2 separate regions of the Sus scrofa genome follow, and region 1 is linked to region 2. The links are chromatin contacts, called in public Hi-C maps. All regions are on one chromosome and are shown on one strand. The core of a region is the stretch at or near the end of the contact, and the rest is flanking DNA. Distances in the headings are between cores, read along the strand shown.

What was found. A called contact is a pair of places that touch in the nucleus more often than the background predicts.
Region 1: a Hi-C map of liver shows a contact between it and region 2, with 1.5 times the contacts expected there. The contact joins two enhancer-like sites. A contact is called at or near these places in 3 of 47 Hi-C or Micro-C datasets (heart right ventricle, liver and skeletal muscle) and 1 of 2 datasets of contacts at active chromatin or transcription factors (skeletal muscle).

What each region holds. Positions count from the first base shown.
Region 1 is chr1:188,540,694-188,544,656 of Sscrofa11.1, reverse strand. All of the region lies in intron 2 of LOC102167425 (a long non-coding RNA gene), which reads left to right. Among named protein-coding and RNA genes, the nearest start is that of GPR135, 40 kb to the left of the region's middle. Within about 2 kb of position 1,941, at least 26 of the 83 cell types and tissues checked have an H3K27ac peak or open chromatin away from gene starts, as enhancers often do. A contact at or near this core is called in liver and skeletal muscle, where this site is marked.
Region 2 is chr1:188,430,586-188,434,530 of Sscrofa11.1, reverse strand. The region is part of intron 3 of DAAM1 (disheveled-associated activator of morphogenesis 1); the gene reads right to left. Among named protein-coding and RNA genes, the nearest start is that of DAAM1, 97 kb to the right of the region's middle. Within about 2 kb of position 2,605, at least 14 of the 83 cell types and tissues checked have an H3K27ac peak or open chromatin away from gene starts, as enhancers often do. A contact at or near this core is called in liver and skeletal muscle, where this site is marked.

The DNA of each region.
Region 1 (3,963 bases), core at 692-3,191, 110 kb before region 2:
AAGCAGCACTGGGAAAATTTAAATCTGATCTCTCCAAATAGACACTATGCTTTCTTGCTTATCTGCCTTTACTCATGTGTTTTCTTTCATGTGCAATTCAGTGATGTCTTCTCTCCATACATTTATATATCAAAATCTTATCCTCCAAGATGGATATCAAATGCTACTTCTTCCTTGGAGTCTCTCCTGACATTCCCAACTAGTAGTGTTTTGTCCTTCATCTAAATGGCCACTCACTGGTACATGCCTGGCATTCGTGAGTGGCGAGCTTAACCAGTCTTCTCCTCATCACTGGCCTGAGGGTTTCATGGGGACAGTGGCCATTTTAGTCACACTTTGAACACACAGCCTGGTGTATTTCAGAGGCTTGCTGTTGAAACGAATTGTCCTATAAATGAACAGGAAAGATGCAAACTAGTGTTTGCAAAATAATGGCAAGAAGTCCCCACATTCCAGTCCCTGTGCCTTGTTTAGGATCACAGTGCTCTGTCTAGCAACTAAGCAATTAAAAATGACACAAAGGAAGAAAGGACATCTTACTGAAAGGTTGGCTTTTGACGTTACTTGGTTTGTACTTCTGAAAAACATAGATGCTTTCGTAGATAATTAGTGGAAACAGTTGTTGACCAGCTGACTCTTCTCTAAGTCAGAGGTGACTTATTACCCAGTTCATGTTTTGGCCAGAGAATTACGTAGTGATATGGGCCACACAATGGACTCTCTTCTATGTATGTGGTTGTAATATTAACTAATATTAAGTAACCCTCTGTTTATCAGTTACGAAATCTGAGGGTGTTCAACATTGAAAAGCAGTCAAAATGATAAGACCTAGCCATTCCACTCCATAGCAAATATGTGAAAATGCACATGCACACACAGAAACTTGTGCAGCATTATTCATAATTTGCCCCTTAAGGTGGAAACAATCCAATGCCTATCAATTGATGAAGGGATAAACAAAATATAGCAGTATCTATACAATTAAGTATTATTCAGGAATAAAAAGGAATAAAATTCTGATATACACTATAACATGGATGAACTCTGAAAACTTGTAAGTGAAAGAAGCCAGTCACAAAAGACCATATGATGTGTAATTGCATTTATATGAAATGTCCAGAATAGGAAAATCCATAGACACAGAGTTGCATAGTGGTTGCCTAGCACTGGAAGGGAGAGGAATGGGGGAGTTAGGGAGTGATTGCTAAAGGGTGTAGGGATTCTTTTTGGAGGAATTAAAATATTCTAAAATTGATGGTGGTTATGGTTGCACAGTTTTGTGAATATACTTAAGCCGTTGAATTGTACACTGCAAATGATTGAATTATATCTCAACAAATCTGTTATTTTAAAAGGCTGCCAAAATGATTTCAAGGATTATCATGGGATGACCACACATGCTAGTCAACCATTTAAAACTCTGTAATAAAAAAAAGAAATTCAACATTTCAATAGGCACCTATCAAACTTCTGTAAACAGATTATAAGGAAGTAGAAGAGATGAAAGGGAAAAAAGTGTTTGGTTCTTTGTGCCGTGCTCTGGGACATTTTACTTGGAGCAAGGATTATGCTTTTGTTTCTATCAGTCAGGAAATACTTTTTCAAAAATGCTTTTTCATCTTCTATATCTCGAAAAGGCAAAAATGAATATTTTATCATTTGGATCCTGGGGAACTTTTATTTTTAGCTTTAGGAATAATTTTAAAAGGCAAGTAACACAAATGAGCATTTTTATCCAGATAGATATACTTGTTTTAACACAAACAGTTTTAAACTTATCTAAGAGTGTTTAGCAACTGAGCTATACATGGAAACTATTTTTTTAAAAAAAGGAAGAAAGCAAGCAGCAGTGATCTTAATGACTATTACGTACTCCCAGCCAGCTGAGACTTGACAGAACATTGGACTATGGAAACCCTCTAAGTGAAGAACATGGGAAATAGTCTATAAATAGGAAGAATATCAGTTATTCGCCAAAACACACAGATTCTGGGGTGACCACACAGACAGGAGTCGGAACGGCATCAGGATTTCTGACAAGCAGAATGAGCCTTGGACACGCAGATGGCAATAAAGATATTAAGTTCTCCTGAGCAGATGTTAGGGGCTCCCTTAGACTTCACCTCTGCCTTGGTCCTTTTCCAGCTCTGCAGAGGGGGAAAGCTGAGCCTGGGAAGAGGGGAAGGCGGCAGGGTGAGGCGGGGCTTTGGCTCCAGTGCTGGGCTCCCTGTGCTTTCAAAGCCAGCGCACGTGAAGGGAGTTGGCAGGGACCCTCTGCTTGCATCAGAGACGCCGAAAGTCTGGAGAGTCTGGAGGACCCCAGGCCATTGTCCACAGAGCAGCATGGTTCTGTCTTGTTCACCATCCAGAGGAGGGTGCCTGTGTCCACTTGAGTTTCTCCCAACAAACTTACGCTCAAGTCCCTCTGAGGTTCTCGTCATTTCCAAATGTCCTTGATCTGATCTTTCTGTGTCTGGGCACATACCATTCCCTTGAGTCAGAATTTCCCTCCTACTCATCCTTTCAAACTCACCTTCTCTGCAGAGCCTGCCCAGCTCCCTCAAGCACAACTCGTCAGCTCCACCTCTGTCCTCCCCAAGCCCCCCACCCCCAACACAGTCCTGGTTCTCCAGCCCCAGACAGTCAGAGTCTCAAGGATTACGTCTATATTTTTAATGCTTTATCACTTAGCATGTCTGGTATATAGTTAGTACTTAATAAATGTTTGTTAAATTCCACCAGATTGAGATTCTGATAGGCAGCCTGAGAAGAGGGGTGACTAAACCAGCTGCTTGGCCCAGCAAGAGCTCTGTGTGTGTGTGTGTGTGTGTGTACGTGTTATGCTAAAGGATTGTTAAACTGAATAGCCAAAACTGACTACCTCTCATGGGAGTATTCTAGGCAGCAGTTTAGTTTTCTGGGGTGGCTGTGACAAAGTGCTGCAGGCTGGGTGGCTTAAGTGACAACAGTGTACTTTGTTCCTTCTCATTCTGGAGGCTAGACTGAGTCCAAGCACTGCAGGGTTGGTTTCATCCCAGGGCCTCTCCTTGGCTTCTAGGCAGCTGTCTTCTCCTTCTGTCTTCACAGGGCCTTTCCCGGGTGAATCCTCATCCTAATCCCCTCTTCTTACCAGTCTTACTGGGTTAGGGCCCACCCCCCGGGACCTCATTTAACCTTAACTTCCTCTTTAAAGACCATGTCTCCAAATACAGTCACATTTGGAGGTATTTGGGGTGGGGACTTGCACATAAGAATTTTGAAGGGTTGTAATTCAGCCCAAAGAAGTGGGTAACCACCTACTTTGCCTGAGGTTAAAACTGGTGCCTTGGACATCAGTCCTGTAAACTCTGTATCTCCCTTGAACTTGAATTCAGATGGAGGCAGTGTTGACAGACCCTTCAAGCGCCCATTTAGAGGATAATTAGAAGTGGCAAGTGGGAAGGCTAGACGCTACCGCAGATTTTCTTTTTGCTCTTCTCCATGCTGCACAGGCTATGGGGAGCCCTAGCCTGAGGACCTTTCATGGGATGTCAGGAGGCACCTGGCCTCTGACTCTACTACAGCCTTTATTTCACAAGCTGCTTTTATGCCACAAAAGAATGTGTCATCCCAAGTCTATGCCAACATTTGCTGTCATGGCTTTCTGCAGGGTACCACCCAGCACGAAACCAGTTTAGTGCTCATGCATGAGCCTGGAGAGGGAAAGACCAGCAGAGGGCTCTGTACTGTCCTGAAGAACTTAAACTGTGAACAGCTAAAGGCATCTAGCATCAGCGCTGGACTGAAAGTTAGGCTGGTCATAGCACATTATGCAAGGAGTTGTGCCTCCAAGGGCAGGTGTCCTTTCAACACTAGAACAAAATCCTTATAATACAGTGACATGGTGCAGAGTGGATTCCTCCTGGAGAGAGTAATACTGAAGTAATTTCCTGAGCTAAGTCTGGGTTTAGAGGGTTGCCATCC
Region 2 (3,945 bases), core at 1,356-3,855:
TTTCACCTGACTTGACTTCTCCGGGCTGAAAAAAACTCAGTTATTTCAGTGCCCCACCCCCACCCCAGTGACTTCATTTCCAAAAGTTTAAGCCTCTCTATAGATTTCCTAATAAGCCCTACAAATTGTGTTTAGTAAAGGTCAGATGAGGCCAGCCATCTAAACTTGACCTTTTGGGAGTTCCAATTGTGGTTCAATGGAAACAAACCTGACTAGGAACCATGAGGCTGTGGGTTGAATCCCTAGCCTTGCTCAGTGGGTTAAGGATCCGGTGTATACACAGATTATATACATCTGACCTGGTCTAGGTCACAGACACGGCTCGGATCTGGCGTTGCTGTGGCTGCGGCGTAGGCTAGCAGCTGCAGTTTCAGTTCGAGCCCTAGCTTGGGAACCTCCATATGCCTTGGGAGTGGCCCTTAAAAAAAATAATAATAAAAAAATAAAAATAAACTTGACCTTTTAAGCACTGGAGCAAGGGACAAAGAACAAAGTACAAGAGGGAAAGTGTGTGGTGCATGTGACCATAGCTCAACTGTTGGAAAAGGAGCCTGTTGCTAGATGAGGGATGAAAGCATGACAATGTTGGCTCCCTGCTGGCACAACCCTGAGATGCGGCAAAGTGGCGAAGAAACTCATCTCAGTCACCCCAGAGCACGGTGGCTCTTTCCTCTGTGCCCCAGAACCTGTTTCCTTACCCCAGCATGGAGCTTATGAAAAAACTTGGCCATTATTTGATCTTATCTGCTTCTTCTCCCTGGACCATCCACTTCAGGAATTCTGAATCTTGGTTTCATCATCCTCAGAATCTAGCCAACAGTCTGCCCCAGAGAAGGTAGTCAGTACATGTCAGGATGAATTATACACCAATGAGCCCTTTACCAACTGCATTGACTCACTGAGCAAAGCACCAGATCCTCAAAGCCTTGTACTCATAAGGAACAGTAATGTTTCAATCTGGCATTATATACACATATCCTTGAAATACACAGATAAGACAGGCAGTTTCAGAGCCTGAAGATATCAATTGTCCTCTAGTTACTGGGCTTCCCTCATCTACTCAGAGAAGTAGATGGGGAACGATAGCCCGATTATATTTCTGATCATTATTACTTCTGCCACCAACTGGAATCCATTATCAGGGTAAAGGCTGGAGACCAAACCAGGTGCTTCTAAAGAAGTCTAGCAGTACAGTTACTGACATTTAGTTGTCTTACTTTTACAGGCTCCCTCTCCCGAATCTTGACATCTAGCAAAGTGGGTACCTGAAAACCCAAAGCCCACTCTACTGCCTATTCAAACAACTACATTTAAGAAGGAAGAGAAGCAGACCTGCTTCTCTTCCTTCTTAAACCTTCCAGGTCGAACACACAGCCATTGCTTCTGGTCCCAGCCTACCCACTGCAGCTTTTCATCAGGAGACTGGAACAACCAGAGGATTAACGTACCCTCATCCCCTTTGTCGTCTACCAGCTTGTTTGCCTTACGGTTATGGAGAAGACCAATGGTTCCTTTCGTCTACACTTCTACTACTTTAGCATATGTTCCTTTCACTCTGTGTTCTGATCAAACCACTGCCTCCTCATGCTCTAAACACAGGAGGGCCTCAACTCTCCGGGGTCTGAAAGATACTGAGGACCATTCATTTTGTGTGTGTGGTGAAAGGAGAATTCCTTCTTGTGGAGTGGTGTGGGGATGTGACCCAGTACAGGGAGTGAATAAAAAGCATCAGGAGGGTTTTCAGCCAGTTTTCCTAAATGTCTTTGGAACATACCAAGCACCAGATCCCACAAAGCTTAACGGCTCAACTGCAGCCAGGTTAGACAAGATTCTTTAATTAAACTAGAGTCAAACATAAACTCAGCAGCAGAGTAAAAGCTTGCCTTCTCCAAAGTAGACCTCGAAAGACATCGAAATGGAATATGGAGAATCCAGAGCCATTTACTTAAGTCTTGACTTAGGGATCAGAAATGGAAGGAGGAAAAATCAGGGGCAGTTATCAAATTCTGATCTTTGCTGCTTCAAATATCTGATATTACTATAGCCAACTGCATCTAACCCTATTCACTTACTTTATCAACTCTTAGGCTCAAGGAGGGGGGACAAGTATTTCCTGGACCCTTGTAAGGACTGGTTAAGTGACACAACTAGTGCAACTGCTCCTGTGAAGAAGTCTGATTAAAGAAGATTTCTGCCTGCACTGACAGGATTGCTGTTGCCATAACACAACATGTATGCCATCTTAGCTTCTCCCCCTTACTTTTCCCAGGGTTTAAAAATCATGTTAACAATAAGCAAATACGGCACGGCCAGATGCCTTTCGTGGTCAGATGGTGCATTGTTTAAAAAGCTTCAGTTTAAAATCCAAAAGATTGTTAACAGATGCAGTTTCTGGCTGGAGACTGGGAAAAACCTCACTTAAACAAAAGAGTATGTTGTGATTGGAACTAAATAGGGAATTACCTTTAAAGATAAGAACCACAAACATTTCCTATTTGAAAATACCCCCAGCCCCACCAACAGAACCCTTTTTTGGGGCCTTTCATAAAAGTTAAAAAACGAGACGGTGGATTGCTACACACAACAACCCCATGGCTGACCAACCAGCCCAGTCACTTGTATAGAGTTGTGTGGACTTTCAACAAAGGCCGTGACATCCATCTCTTGCTCTCCCCCAGATTACTCAATTAGGCACCATTCCAATTAATTTCTTTCCCGTTCTTTTAGCCCTAGAAATATTTTTTGCAGTTTTCACTTTGGCTCTGGAAATGGGTTTTCAACCAAAGGACTCAGAGCGGTTTGAGAAATGAACACAGAGCTTGATAAGCAGAGAGCCACGGCTGGGACTCAGGGCCCTAGTGGATGGAAAAGAGCCACTTGGCCGAGAAAAGCCTGGCCCCATCTTCAGTTCCCAGTCCTGTTTGCCTCCACAATGCTGTGTACTTTTACACAGAAAGCCTGCTTTTCACCAACTCATGTGTCTGTTTCTGTTGGCCTTCATGGGCCCTTATTCTACGGCTTCACTATGTGTGAGAACATTGGTGATGCCATAGGTTCTAATCTTGAAAGATGGAAAGTCTGAAGGAGCCACAGGGGTGGAGCTTTCCCTTGGCCTGAGAAATGGATGTGGTTGGTCTTGCTGGTGACAAGCCAGATTTGAAAAGGCCACAAAAGAGATGGTCCAAGGAAAACAGTCTGTTCTTGGTGTTAAGGACGGCCACCATGGGTTTCGTTCTGAGAGAGGGAAACCTGTCCTGTAGGGGATCACCTTCTCTGGAGAGAGGCAAACTCGTGTCCTTCTCATGCCTAGGTTTTTGTATTCTCTTATTTCTTTTATGACAGTGCGCCCAACAATCAGTTTCAGATCAAAGGCACAGTAGAGCATTAAGAGTCTGAGAAGCTCACATCAAGAAAATCCTTAGTCAAGCCATTTTAAAGTAAGGCAGATCTATAAGCCTGTGGGATTCTCCAAAGAGTTAAGATGACTTTCCCACTCAGCCACCCCACTGCTAAGTAATAAAAGGAACCCACGCTATTGGAATGAAGCTCACGGGGGAACTGCTTTCCCAACGATCAGTGCAATGGGGCCAGGTGGTCACAGGAAGAACCCATCCGTCAGGAAATGGGGTTCTGAGGCCAGTGGCCACATCCAGATCCATCCACCTACAAAGCCAACCCTGCCATGCACACAGGAGACAAAGTTTGCTAGGGGATTTGATAGGCCTGGAAATTGAAAAATGAGCAGCAGCTGCGAGCCCAAGGTCATTACTATCCCCAGGGGTTCGCCTTTTCGATCTAAGGGGCAGTAGTTTCCATGATTAACTTCGAATTGCTGTCAAGGGTGTAATAAAATCTGGGAAAGAAGAAAACTTTCCCCTCAGTAATCTGCTCCCATTTTCCTGCCGTTTCCCTTCCTCCAGCGCATATTCTCAATCCCCACTTCAT